2 separate regions of the Mus musculus genome follow, and region 1 is linked to region 2. The links are chromatin contacts, called in public Hi-C maps. All regions are on one chromosome and are shown on one strand. Each heading gives the region's core, a stretch centred on a gene start, on an enhancer-like site or on the middle of the called end of the contact. The rest is flanking DNA. Distances are from core to core; before and after follow the strand shown.

Region 1 (6,905 bases), core at 4,087-6,586, 210 kb before region 2:
GAGACATAGACAGAGACAGAGAGCACATAAGAAATGGTACAAGTCTTCTGAAACCTCAAAGCCCACCCCCAATGACAAATTTCCTTCAGCAATACCACACCTCCCAATCCTCCACAAACAGCCAACAAGTGTATTCAAATGCCCAAGACATGGGAGATATCTCACTCAAATCATCACAATATGCAATGGTCAATTTTCATGAAGACTAGACAGCTAACTTACTTCTCTTTCACCTAGCACATAATGGAAGTTTGAATTAAGCTGCCTCTTATCTACCCCCCCCCATTCCATCAGAAATAAACTCCAACAGCAAATGCCACCAAATCCTAAGCTGGGATCTCTTCTATACAGTTAATACTCCCTTTAGGTTTAGAAATATAAAGATTTGGTGCTAGAGCAAATACACTAACAGTCTATAGATACAAGGAAACATACATGTACATTTTTTTGTGGAATTTGTCAAAATGTGACAATATTATGACTGTGAGGATAAATTTTATGTTTCCACTATTTAATCTTATTTTTGTTAGGTCTAAGCCTTATTTGCAAAAAGTTTATTCTTCTGTTGCAATTCAGAAAGTATATAAATTGGACTCAACTGAACACAATTGGAAACTTTAATTTGAAATTATGTGAAGAGTTGATATAATAAACTTTACCTCTAACTATTGTCTTGTTCATAGTTCCATTGACATAAAGAGACACCAAGAGTAAGAAAACCTTAAAAAAAGCATTTAATTGGAGGCTTGCTTACAATTAGTCCATTCCATTATCATCATACTGGTAAGCCTGACAGCAGGCAGCCTGAGATAGAGAGATAGATAGATAGATAGATAGATAGATAGATAGATAGATAGATATACAGACCTGACCTGTGCTTTTGAAACCACAGAGCCCAACCAGTTACATACCTCCTCCAACAAGCCCACACTTCCTAATCCATTCCAAACAGTTCATTAACTGGGACTAGGCATGCAAATATATGAGACAATGAGGGGTATTCTCATTCAAACTGCCAAAAATATGTTTCACAGATGATGATCATTGCTTCTAAATGTTTTTATCAGCACTGAGGAGTTTTAGTAATTTTACAGAATTTTTTATATTAATATTTTTAATTTCTCAAATTAAAATTACAATTTCATCATTTTCTTCTTCTCCTTCCTCCCTTCAACGCTTCCCAGGTACACTGCCAATTGCTCTCTTTCAAATTCTTTTTTTTTTTAATTTTTTTATATATCCTTATATATTCCTATAGATAGATAGATAGATATAGATAGATAGATATATTATTTGCATGTATATGATTTCAGTGATAACCCGGCTGATACATCTATAGCAAATCTCCTGCACCCAAGGCTTAGAGAACACTGTCCAACAAGGTGATTTGCTGTGGCAAAGCCCTCCCAGGCGGGGCGGACACCTCTCCTCTGGAGGGGAAGGTGCCTCTAGCTGCATATCTATCAGAAGATGGCCTAGTAGGCCATCAGTGGAAAGAGAGGCCCATTGGTCTTGCAAACTTTATATGCCTCAGTAGAGGGGAACACCAGGGCCAAGAAGTGGGAGTGGGTGGGTAGGGGAGTGTGGGTGGGGGAGGGTATGGGGGACTTTTGGGATAGCATTAGAAATGTAAATGAAGAAAATACCTAATTAAGAATATATAAAGATATATCAAATTTTTTTTAAAAAGAATTTGAAAGAGAGCAATTGGCAGTGTACCTGGGAAGGGTTGAAGGGAGGAAGGAGAAGAAAATGATGAAATTGTATTTTAATTTGAGAAATTAAAAATATTAATATAAAAAATTCTGTAAAATTACTAAAACTCCTCATTGCTGATAAAAACATTTAGAAGCAATGATCATCATCTGTGAAACATATTTTGGCAGTTTGAATGAGAATGCCCCTCATAGTCTCATATATTTGCATGCCTAGTCCCAGTTAATGAACTGTTTGGAAAGGATTAGGAAGTGTGCAGGGCCTGCAACTTGCCTGGGAAGCACAGAAGTGTTGGTCCTGGTCAAGGGTTGAGCCAGCTCTGAAGGCAAGAGCTTGGAAGCATTGAAAGCTAAAATTAACTAATAGTGTTAAGATATGTGTGTGTGAGTGCTATAAACTTATACAAACAGCAGAATAAAGTAAGGGACATCCACTTCACTTGGGGAAGGTAGGAGAGACTCCAGCAATGTTTTAACAGCAAATCTGATCACTGCCATTGTACACAAAGTATAGTTTTTTTTTTTAATATATTGTTCCTTGAGGAATTATGAGTAGTAAATATTATGCAATAATTTAAGCTTACTGTTTATGTGTTGACAGGATATATGTTTAAGTGAGAAAAACAATATATCAGGTATATCGGTAACCACTGGAAAATCTAGGCATAGATTAAAGTCTTGTTGGTAATATAACATGGTATAATGTTTTCATTTTTCATGACCATATGTTAATCTTTAGCTACAAGAATATAATGCAGCAAGGCATGATCACTGCATTTCATTTTTATTTGGTAATTTATGCATAACACAACCAAATGTAGGGCCTTCTCTAGCCTTTATACTTATCTTGAATTAAGCATCATGGCATTGATATATGCCTTTTATTTACTGCTAATTTGTATTAAAGTCTAAAGGCAATTTAATTTTTCATTATGTCTTATAGCAAATGGGCTATTTTAAAACTTGGAGTCAAATCACTTTATAGAGCAGTTTATGTGCTTTAACCTCATTATTCAAAATGAGTGTAAAAGAAAGTTGTTTTTAAATACATTATGATTGAGAGGTTTTACTATTCATGCACATTTACTGAATGAACCACTAAAGGACATGTACCAGCAAAAATAACTCACTTTGAAATGGCTGAATGCAGAAAAGCAAAGATAAATAACTCAAGAAAGATGTGAGTAACTGTAAGTAGCATAAATGAATAAAAATTTCAGGTTTAAAATAAAGTACAGCCAAAGAGAATAGAAAGTGTTTTTTAAAAGACATAAAGGAGAGGACTAGCTTCAGTATTTTAAGATTCTTTTTTATACAGGACAAAGTAAAAAATAAATAAAACTAAGATATAATGAAGTGGATTTTATATGTTATAAAGAATAAGATTTATAAAATAGTAGATAGCATGAGTAGTTTCCTTTATAGCTTTTTCTTTTAATTAAAAAATAAATTGTTGAGGAGGCTTCAGAGAGTCTATGGGGGTAACCCTAGCTGAGACACCTAACAGCATAGGGTATGATGACTGAAGTTGCCCCCTCCTGTAGCCAGGGAGGAATTCCAATAGAGAGAGGGGAACATCAACCCATCCACAAAATCTTCAAGCCAAAATTGGTCCTGCTTATAAAAGATTCACAGAGATAAAGATTGAGCAAAAATTGGTGAACTGCCAACCAATGACTGGCCCAACTTGAGACCCAACCCATGCAAAAGAGACAACCATTGACACTATTAATGATACTCTGTTATGTTTACAGACAGGAGTTTAGCATATCTGTCTTCTGAGAGTCTTTATATAGCAGAAAGAAACAGATGCAGAAACCCACAGGCAAAGATCAGGCAGTGCTTGAGGAAGTCTTGTAGAAGAGTAGAGAACAGACCTGAGTAAGCTGGAGGAATCAGGAACATCCCAAAACCTACAGAGTCAACTAACCTGTGCCCATAGAGACTTACAGAGAATGAACCACCAACCAAAGAGCATGAGGGGCTTGATATAGGGCCACTACACACTTGTATCAGATGCATAGTTTAGTCTTCATGTGGCTCACCTAACAATTGGAGCAGAGGCTATCTCTAACTCTGTTGCCTGCCATTGGATTCCTTTCCCCTGACTAGACTGCCTAGTTGTGCCTCAGTGGGAAAGAATGCACTTAGTCCTACTGCAACTGGATGTCCCATTGCAGGGTGATACCCAAGTGGGGCTTGGAGGTAATGGGGGAGGGATTTGTAAGGGTGAGACTGGGGGGAGAGGAGGAAAGGGGGCCCTGATCAGGATGGAAAATGAATGAATGAATAAATAAATAAATAAATAAATAAATAAATAAATAAATAGATTAATAAAAATATTTTAAAATGTCTTAAAAGAATTTAAGGTTTTAATCACAGGTGAACCTCTTCATACTTCTTTTTTTTTTAAGATTTATTTATTATTATATGTAAGTACATTGTAGCTGTTTTCAGACACACAAGAAGAGGGAGTCAGATCTTGTTACAGATGGTTGTGAGCCACCATATGGTTGCTGGGATTTGAACTCTGGACCTTCGGAAGAGCAGTCGGGTGCTCTTACCCACTGAGCCATCTCACCAGCCCTTCATACTTCTTTTTAATTAAAACTTTAAATAATTTAGAAAAGAAAGTAGATTATTCTCTCACATAATATATCACAAGCAGTTTCTCTTCTCTCCACTTCTATGCTATCTTCCACCTCTCCTCTCCCCTATATCCACTTCCATTCCATTTCCTATTCGGAAAAGAGCAGGCCTCAAAGAGACAACAGCCAAATAGTACAAAACAACATACAATAAGGCAAGGGAAAAAAAAACACTTATATCCAGGCTGGATAAGGCAACTAAATAGGAGGATTTATATCTGTGTCTTCACTTGGATTCCAATAATTAATGGTCTGTTTTGATGCCAATACCATGCAGACCTTATTATTATAGCTTTGCAATCCAACTTTGAAATCAAGGATGATGATACCTCCAGAAGGTTTTTTATTTTTCAGGATTTCTTTACCTCTCCTGGAATTTTTGTTTTTCCTACGAAGTTAATAATTTTCCTTTCAAAGTCTATAAAGTTGTGTTAGAATTTTGCTGATGATTGCATTAATCTGTAGATTGCTTTTGGCCATTCTTACTGTGTTAATCCTACCCATTCATGAACATGGGAGATATTTCTGTCTTCTGAAATCTTCTTCAATTTCTTTCCTCAAAAACTTAAAAGATTTTTATCATACAAGTCTCTCACTTCCTTGGTTAGAATTACGCCAAGATTCTTCTCCTTCTTTTATTCCTATTATTCTTGGGTTTGGTCTTTCAGTAATACACCAGATTTTCTAATGAGATAGGCTGACTCCATGACAAACTTCAAATTGTCAATTCAGGAGACTAGGCCTGAATCTCAGTTTCCAAGAACTGGGAGAATCCAACCAACCCCAGGCAAGCCATTTACTCAAACAAAACAAAACAAAACAAAACAAAACAAAACAAAACAAAACAAAACAAAACAAAACAAAACAAACAAAAACAAAACCAACCCAGGCTTCAGGCAGGTAATCAGAAACTGCCCTACCATCAGAAGCTTCACTGCCACCTGGCCTGAGGCAAGAACAATCAGTCAGCAACAGTTTCCAGACTTCCCCAGCAACAGATTCCAGCCCCTGTGCCACAGTAATGGTTCTGGAATGTCCCTAGAGACAAAGTCAGAGTCAACAGATTAAGATAAAGATCACCTACTTCAGAATTTTCCATGTGTGCATTAAATTGGGCCTGAGAGCTCATTGGGTTGTCTCCATCTTGGAATGACACACACACACACACACACACACACACACACACACACACACTGGATTTCTGCAGAAGAAAAAACCTGCTCTTTGCTTTTGCATACTATTTGAGTCTGGTGTATAATTCTTCTGCAAACCAGGGACCCTTCATTTCCAGGATTGCCTCAGTCTGTGTTTTCTTTATTGGTTCTATTTCTCTTTTAGGGTTTTTTGTTTTTGTTTTTTGGGATTTTGTTTTGTTTTTCCAAGACAGGGTTTCTCTGTATAGCCCTAGCTGTCCTGAAACTCACTCTGTAGACCAGACTGGCCTCGAACTCAGAAGTTCGCCTGCATCTGCCTCCCAAGTGCTAGGATTAAAGGCATGCGGCACCATGCCCGGCTCTTTTTTAGGGTCTTGAACCACATTTGTTTCCTTCAACTATTTGTTTGTTTCTTGGCTTTTTAAAGGGATATTGTTTGTTTATATTCTCCTAGTTTTAGTTGAGGGATTAGTTAGGTTTTTTTTTTTTTTTTTTTTTTCCTTTGTTGAAATTTTGGATCTGTTGTGGTAGGACAGTTGGGCTCTGGTGGACTCATACTACCCAGGTTGTTTTGATTGTGTTCTTATGCTGGCATCTAGGCATCTGCAGTTGGGCTTATTATAGATACAGGTGCTGATCTTTTGGGTTGTCTTGGTTGGGTAAGAGTTTTCTTCCTTGGTTTCTGTTTTCTCTATAGATTTTCAGAGAATGTGTTAGTTGAGCGTTACCTGTTTTATTTGCTTGATTGGCTGGTGTGTTCATGGGGAAAGGCTGATCTGACAGACAAGGCTCATAGTTGAGCAGGGCATGTCCTCTGGAGTTGGAGGCTGGATCACAGCTTTGAGGCTAAAAGAGAAGGGTAGGGGCATAGGGAGATATGATCTGTGGGATCCACAGGAGGCATGCACAGCAGGGATGGAAAGTTGCAGCTGGTGTTCTGTTCTTGAAATACTGGTGATCCCGAAAATTGGGTCTATGTTTGGTGTAAGAGAGTGTGGAAGGGCCACAGGCAGCCTATCTTCTATAATTTTAGTAAAAATAACATACAAAAAAAGTGATACAAAGTAGAATGAACACAAAATAAACTTATTAAGAATTGATAATAAAAATAAATGTTCATAAAAATTATGTATGTGATTAAGAATATTCTGTTTCTTAACCATCAGGTTACTGTGCAACTGGAAGCTTCTGTTTCACTTCTAAGGAGTGAACTTAGGAAGACTCAGATACCCCAGTGTTTAGAAGTCTAGCTCTTCTCTTTTACTTATACTTTAGATTTTATTAGGATTGCATCAACTTCCTATCATTCTTTACAGAGAATATTAAGCGGCACTACACCTTTACAACAGGTTCTTCTCAGTGAGATGTCTTTGCAGAACTGCTACAAT
Region 2 (6,785 bases), core at 1,300-3,799:
TCAGCTTTCTCAAGAAACATTTTGAGAGAATACTAAAGGAAAAGCCTAAGAAATATTATCTTTTGGTACATATATTAATTGTTTGATCAATGAGTGCCCAGGCTCTTGTTTGTCTTTAGGAATGCTGGGAGGCATAGATACACAGGCCATCTGTTCTTACACAGTGCACTACATAGTGTTAGAGGGCACTTGGTACAAAGCACTGTAACAGACACAGCAGCAAATGTAATTGGAAGCTGAGGAGCTTTGGAGATGAGTCAGTCCCAGAAGGCTAAGTAATAGCCTTGAGTTCCAAACAATGAGAAGAAATGCGTCTCTTGGATACTTAAGGGAAGAATGTTCTAGGAGAGAAACCTCTTCAACAGCTGGAAGTCAGAATGAGAGAAGAAAAGATAGGCTAGCTTCTAAATGGAATAGACTGGCGAAAATTAGCATTATTAGGTCTAGGAGGGTAGAGTTAAAGAAAGAATCTAGCTCATTCTTACTGAACCCAGAAGTCATCGGAGAGAATTAGTAAGTGAATGACATGGTCTGATATTTCTTCATATGTATGTGAACCTCTTCATATACACATATACATATATGTATATTCATACATGTATATAAAAATATTGTCAACAAGGTACATATGAAGTAGCATATTTAGCTCACTGCTTTGAAGATGATTACCCAAAAGGCAAAGCATGGACTATGTCTAGGGCCCTATATGACAGAGGTCAGGATGAAAAGTTGAACCTTTATATAGAAAGCAAAAAAAGACAGAGTGGAGCCAGGGTCATGCTTTCAGAGTAATTAATCCCTTAGAAATAACTGATTAGGCTTCCATGCCTTTTGAGGGCATACACCAGCTACAAAACCTTACTATTAGAGTAATAGTGACCTCTCAAAGGCCACCTTACCTCCCCTTACTGCCAATCTGTGAACTGACTTCCTAACACATGAACTTTTTGTGAGAATGAACAACATCACATCCACAGCCAGTCCCAAAAAAGAGTTTTATTCCATGTGGTGGTTAGAATGAAAATGGCTCTATATGCTCATACATTTGAATGCTTGGTACAAAGTTAATGGAACTGTTTGGGAAGGTTTAGGAGGTGAGGCCTTGTTTGTCTGTCTTTGTCTCTGTGTCTCTCTATGTCTCTGTCTCTCTCCATCTCTCTCTCTCTGTCTCTGTCTCTCTGTCTCTCTGTCTCTGTCTCTCTCTCTCTCTCTCTCTCTCTCTCTCTCTCTCTCTTTCTCTCTCTCTCTCTCTCCCTCTCTTGCAGCTGTTACTGGAGAATCAGATCTAACTCTCAGTTACTTGTTCATCACCATGCCTATCTGCCAGTACCATGTTCCCTGACATGATGATAATAGGCTAATTCTCTGAAGGTATAACCAAGTGCCCAGTTAAATGTTCTCTTGCATAAGTTGCCCCAGTCATGACATCCTTTCATAGCAATAGACTAAATGAGTCTATGTAAACATAAGTAACTTAAACATGTCCTTCATTTTCCTAAAAATTTATACACAGATTTTAATGGACCATAAAAATAAGTAACATTTCTGGAAAGAGAGGAAATGATATATTAATGTCTTAATTTTGTTAATGGAGTCACCTATACACTTCAATCAGCATCATTAGTGTTAGCATCCTCATCTTCCATAGTGAAGAAGGTATATGGTACAAAGCACCACTGACTCCCTTGCCATCAAAAATCGGATTTCACTCATAATAGTTATGCAACACCCAAATAGGTTCTCAGGACACCAGAGAAAGTAAAGTTTAGGCAGTGTTCACACATGAAGTCTAGACTCTATTAATAACTAAAACAGACTGTGTGTGCTGAGTTACTGAAAAGGAAACCATGGCACACAAGGGCAGTCCATAGAATAGTTGAGTTTTCCCAAAGAAGAGAAGAGGATATTCATACTCTCCCTAAAGCCTACAGGGAGGGTTGACTGAAGTCAAGAATGGAGAGAAGGGAATGTCCAGTGAACACAGTCTCCAAACAAATTCACTTTCTACACCGACATGTTAGGGAAAGGGTGAGCACTGCTATGAAGCTCAAACTCAGGACAACACCTCATTATGCTAATGAGAACTTATTAAAGGTATCAAATGCTTTGTAAGATACGTTCACAATGAAACACAAAATCATTCCCTTCACTTAGAAAATAGATCATATACAATTGCTTTTTAAAAATCAAATTCAGTAATTTTTTCAGGAAAACCATTTTGGAGACTATGTAAAGAATAAATTTCATATCATTGTCCTTTTATATCCCTCCCCATTACCCATTAATCTTAGATCTTAGATTTTATGTTGAGTGTTACATCTTTCTTATTGCATATTTTCAATAAGCTGAAAATGAAATCAGGGCTGCTCTGATTTATCTGGAGTTCTGATGTTAATTGTAACTCTCTTCTGCTTGGATTTGCTTCCGTAAAAGCCATTTATAGTTTATTGCTTCAGCAATCTTTGTCCCAGGAAGAATTAATTTCTCTGAAAGGTTATGGTTTGTAAGATCCAAAGTGATTGCTGCCTTGCCTATTTTAGGGTAATCAAATTCATATTCATATATATGATATATAAATATCATAAGTTATGGGCTTTACAAATTTGGTCAGTCACTGAAGGTTACTGTGGTATGTGAAATTATTTTAATTTTCCAATATTGCCAAGGACATTAAGAACATTTTGTGAAATAATTCAAATTATTGTTAACCCAGACTGAACCTAAATTAATGTTCTGCTTCACAATTTAATGAATGCATACATAATGTCACATGGCAATGAATCTGTGCAATTTAAACCACCCCATAATCAGTTTTGCTAAAAACAGAATCCAAGAGAAAAACACCATATATTTCATCAGCTCCTTGGATTCTTACTCGCTCATAGCACCCTCTAGGGGTTAAATTAACTTACTGCACCACAGACCCAACAGCTCTGATCACAATGTGTCAGTTCTCTGTCCTAGGCCACTGTACTTTCACCTTTGTTAGCGTAGACTTAGCACTATGAGATAGGTAGATCTAGTTTTAGATAAGAATACCTACGAGCACAGATGACCTGATCTCATCATGTGAAAGCATAGTAACATGAGAACTTACATGGGGTCCTCCACAATTCAAATGTCATAACCCATTCTAATCAAGGCCTTGGCCATGGCAGTGGTATGAAGGTGAATAGTGATTCACATGCAGATAAACCAAGAACATAATCATCAGGAGTAGACAAGGCATAGATATTGCACAGAAAAACACAACGCAATGGAAGCAAATGTTTGGGGGAGGAATATAAACTCCCATCACCTCTACCACCCCCAACCCACACCACCACCACCACCACCACCATCACCACCACCACAATCACCACCATATCACCATCATCATCATCCTCAACATCATCCATCCTATGTCCCAGGTACCTCAAGATCCTGTAGATGTTATAGACAGAAATACAAAAGTATATTGCATATATGATCTTGAAACAAGGAGACTGCAATTATTCATATAACAAAGGTATATTGTAATGCTGTGGTAGTGTGAATATGCTTGGCCTATAGGAAGCAGCACTATTAGGAGGTGTGGCCTTGTTGGAGGAGGGGTCACTGTGTAGGCAGGCTTTGAGGGCCTATGCTCAAGCTTTGTCAATTCAGACAGAGCCTTCTCCTGGCTGCCTGAAAAAGACAGACTCATGCTCCTGCCTGTGGATTCAGATATAGATCTCTCAGCTACTACTCCTGTACCATGTCTGCCTACATCCTGCCATTCTTACCTCCTTGGTGCTACTGGACTGAATGTCTGAAACTAAGCCAACTCCAATTAAATGTTTGCCTTATAAAAGGTGCTTTGGTCATGGTGTCTCTTCACAGCAAAGTAAGACAAATGCCAAAGCAATGCTAGGCCTGAGTGTCAAAATTAATCTTGGGCCTGATTGTAGCTTCTGAAAGCATAAAATATCTGATATTATTCATGGTAGAAAACATTTTTGACATTGAATTAAGGCAAAATATTTCTTAGGATTCACCACCCAATGCATAAAGCTAAAAATTTTTATAAACTGACTGAATAATATTAAAATAATTTCACTGAGGAAATAGCATGAAAACCTAACATGCTTTAGTTTTTATATATTTCTAGGAAATTAATGTGGGGTAATATGAGATCCTAATTGCTTGGAATAAGACATGAAAAGAAAGGAAGATTATGAAGGGACTCCAATGTCCCTTTAGTACAAAAATACAACAAAATAAAGTGATGGATTAGACTAATTTCCCTTCATGCAAAGTCTTCATTTTCATAAAATTTATATTCTCTTTGGAGAAATTTATATATATAAATCGATATTATTGATTAGAGGTGGTAATAAAATTAAAGAGTTTGGTTTTATAGAGTAAATGGGGGAGACAGTCTCAACAAAACCCTTAGGAGATTAGACCCTACAACAAAGTGTTCCCGACATTCAGGAAAACAAAGCTACAATCTCAAGAATGGAGAGTGCTTAGAGACAGACTGCCAGAACAAAGAAAGCAAGGAAGAGGAGGCAAGTGTGATCTTTTCCAATTTTGTATATAATTCTGTTTTAAAAGCCATCTTTAGTTCATTCTTTGAGACCAATTTTATACAATGTATCTTGATCATATTGTCCAATCACCTATCCAGCACCACCTGGGCATCTCCAACAACTCTTCTCCTTCCTTCCCTTCATATACTTCCCTTTTTCAATAATCCATTCAATCCAATTCGTGCTGCCTGAGGGATGCTGACGCATAGTGTTGGCTTGATTTTGTGCCAGTAGCCAGAGGTGCAGTGAATTTGTGAGTGCAATGACCATGACATGTCCAGGAGACAGCATTCACAGCATTGTTCCTCATCTGTACCCGCTTTCCCTTGATGATCACAGATCCTTGAGCATGTGCAAGTATGGAGCTGATAATGATGTTCCACTTAGAACTGAGAACTCAACAGCCATCAGTTTGGCTAGTCTGGCCAGTTATGAGTTTTTGAAATTTTGGCATGAATCTATAATTCATCTGGGCTTTGATTCTATTGAGAAAAATGCACGCGTGTGTCTGTCTGTCTGTCTGTCTGTCTGATATATTTGTATGTGTCTGTGTATGAATATGTATGTGTAAGTATATATGTACATATGTGCAAATGGAGACCACATGATGACTTTGTTGTATTTCTCAGTTGCTCTTCACCTTATTTCCTGAGATAGGGTCATCAATTTGGTTGACTGTCTAGTAGTAAGCCACAGGGATCCTCATCTCTCCACTCCCAGCACTAGAATTATAGGTACACACTCCTTCACAAACTTCAAATCTCAACTGAGCTCCACTTGCCTTCAAAATAAGCACTTTACCAATTGACCCATATCCCTAGCTTTAAACTGATTCTTGAGGGAAAATTAATTGAATTTGAGTAGCTTACCTGCATCAGCAGCAGCTGAGACTGCAATGCTGTTTTATTCACCTCATTGCTCCAGAGTTCTCTCATAGTAGACTTCTAGTGACTGAAAACATTGAGTAACTCAGGAGACTTAAAAATCAACTCTGAAGTGAATGCTTTAATCTTCTGTCTTCATTTGATGGCTTTCTACCGGAGTCATGTTTACCGGAGCTTATTCTTTATGACAAATGCATGCTGGACACAAGAGGTAGGAGCATGGGCTAGTACACTGCTTGCAGAGCTCTAAATTAGGGCTTGCCTAATTTAGTAGGTAAATTTATCTTATGTGCCTGTTGCTTTAAAACATTTATAATATTCGTATGATGGCAACAGATACAAAATTGTTTGTTTATAAAGTATGAACAGATATAAAAACAGGAGAAAGGCACTCAAATGACCTTCAAAATGAAGGTGTGAGGACACCTTCTGTTGAAGGTTATACTGGTCAGTTTATGTTTAGGCAACATGGTTCTAATGTGATTATTTATCTTGACAGAAGATGGCTGACACTGGACATGTACAGGCCTAGAGTGAGAAAGAAAAATGGCTGAATGCCAGGTATGAAGTGAACTCAAAAGTATGTAATAGTGTAATGTGTTATAAACTTATAGGCATTAAGTGAATGTTTATGGTTTTACATGGGTATGTCATGTCAAGTATTCTAATGCGACAAAGCCATGGGAGTATCAAAGTCATCCCCAAGTAAGGTACAGAGGGATGCCAAAGAATTCCTCTGGTCCTTCTGCAGATGATTGTGGTTGCAGAAAATGTCCACCATAGTTTTCTGCTCACAGATGTTTTTGGCCTGAGACTAGTTCCCTACAGAGACTATTACTACTGAAATTAGCTAAGCCTGCCTCCTTGCTGAGCCATATATAGTAACGCAGCCTCCATGATTATCAGTATGCAGTAACCTCACCTCCGTGTTCAATTGCATGTAATAAAGATGTTGAGTTTCCAGGATGTTGTGCCTTCTCCATCAGAAATCCCAGTCTACCTTGATCTCAGTTTCTATGTCTGCGTGTCTTTGTATTTGTCCTTTCTTCATTCCCTCACCACCCCAGATAGATAAATCCAAGAATCCATATAGAGCAAAGCAATAACTATTCCTGACAAAATGCCACTTTTCTGTGATTGTATATAATTATAGCCTCGAGGTTAGAGATATGTGTCTTCGTCTTCCCCTTCACCGTTTTGTAGGTAGAATGTTGATTTCTTTAAAAATAAACAGTTATGTTATGCAAAATAACATAATCTCAGGTGTAGGTTATGGGCTATTTCAGATTGTCAATGCAGCAGATGATTTGCCTCATGCTGTGGCAGGGGTGTGGTTTGTGCTAGCTGC

Evidence for each region. Hi-C and Micro-C count contacts between places; a contact is called where the count stands out from the background.
Region 1: a contact with region 2 is called in a Hi-C map of the N1E-115 cell line, with 8 times the contacts expected there. The contact joins two enhancer-like sites. A contact is called at or near these places in 20 of 484 Hi-C or Micro-C datasets (the HL-1 cell line, the N1E-115 cell line, Sertoli cells and 9 more) and 1 of 115 datasets of contacts at active chromatin or transcription factors (embryonic stem cells).

What each region holds. Positions count from the first base shown.
Region 1 is chr15:43,983,687-43,990,591 of GRCm38.p6, reverse strand. No RefSeq gene overlaps it. Among named protein-coding and RNA genes, the nearest start is that of Tmem74, 120 kb to the right of the region's middle. Within about 2 kb of position 5,336, at least 3 of the 459 cell types and tissues checked have an H3K27ac peak or open chromatin away from gene starts, as enhancers often do. A contact at or near this core is called in the N1E-115 cell line, where this site is marked.
Region 2 is chr15:43,769,080-43,775,864 of GRCm38.p6, reverse strand. No RefSeq gene overlaps it. Among named protein-coding and RNA genes, the nearest start is that of Tmem74, 98 kb to the left of the region's middle. Within about 2 kb of position 2,549, at least 4 of the 459 cell types and tissues checked have an H3K27ac peak or open chromatin away from gene starts, as enhancers often do. A contact at or near this core is called in the N1E-115 cell line, where this site is marked.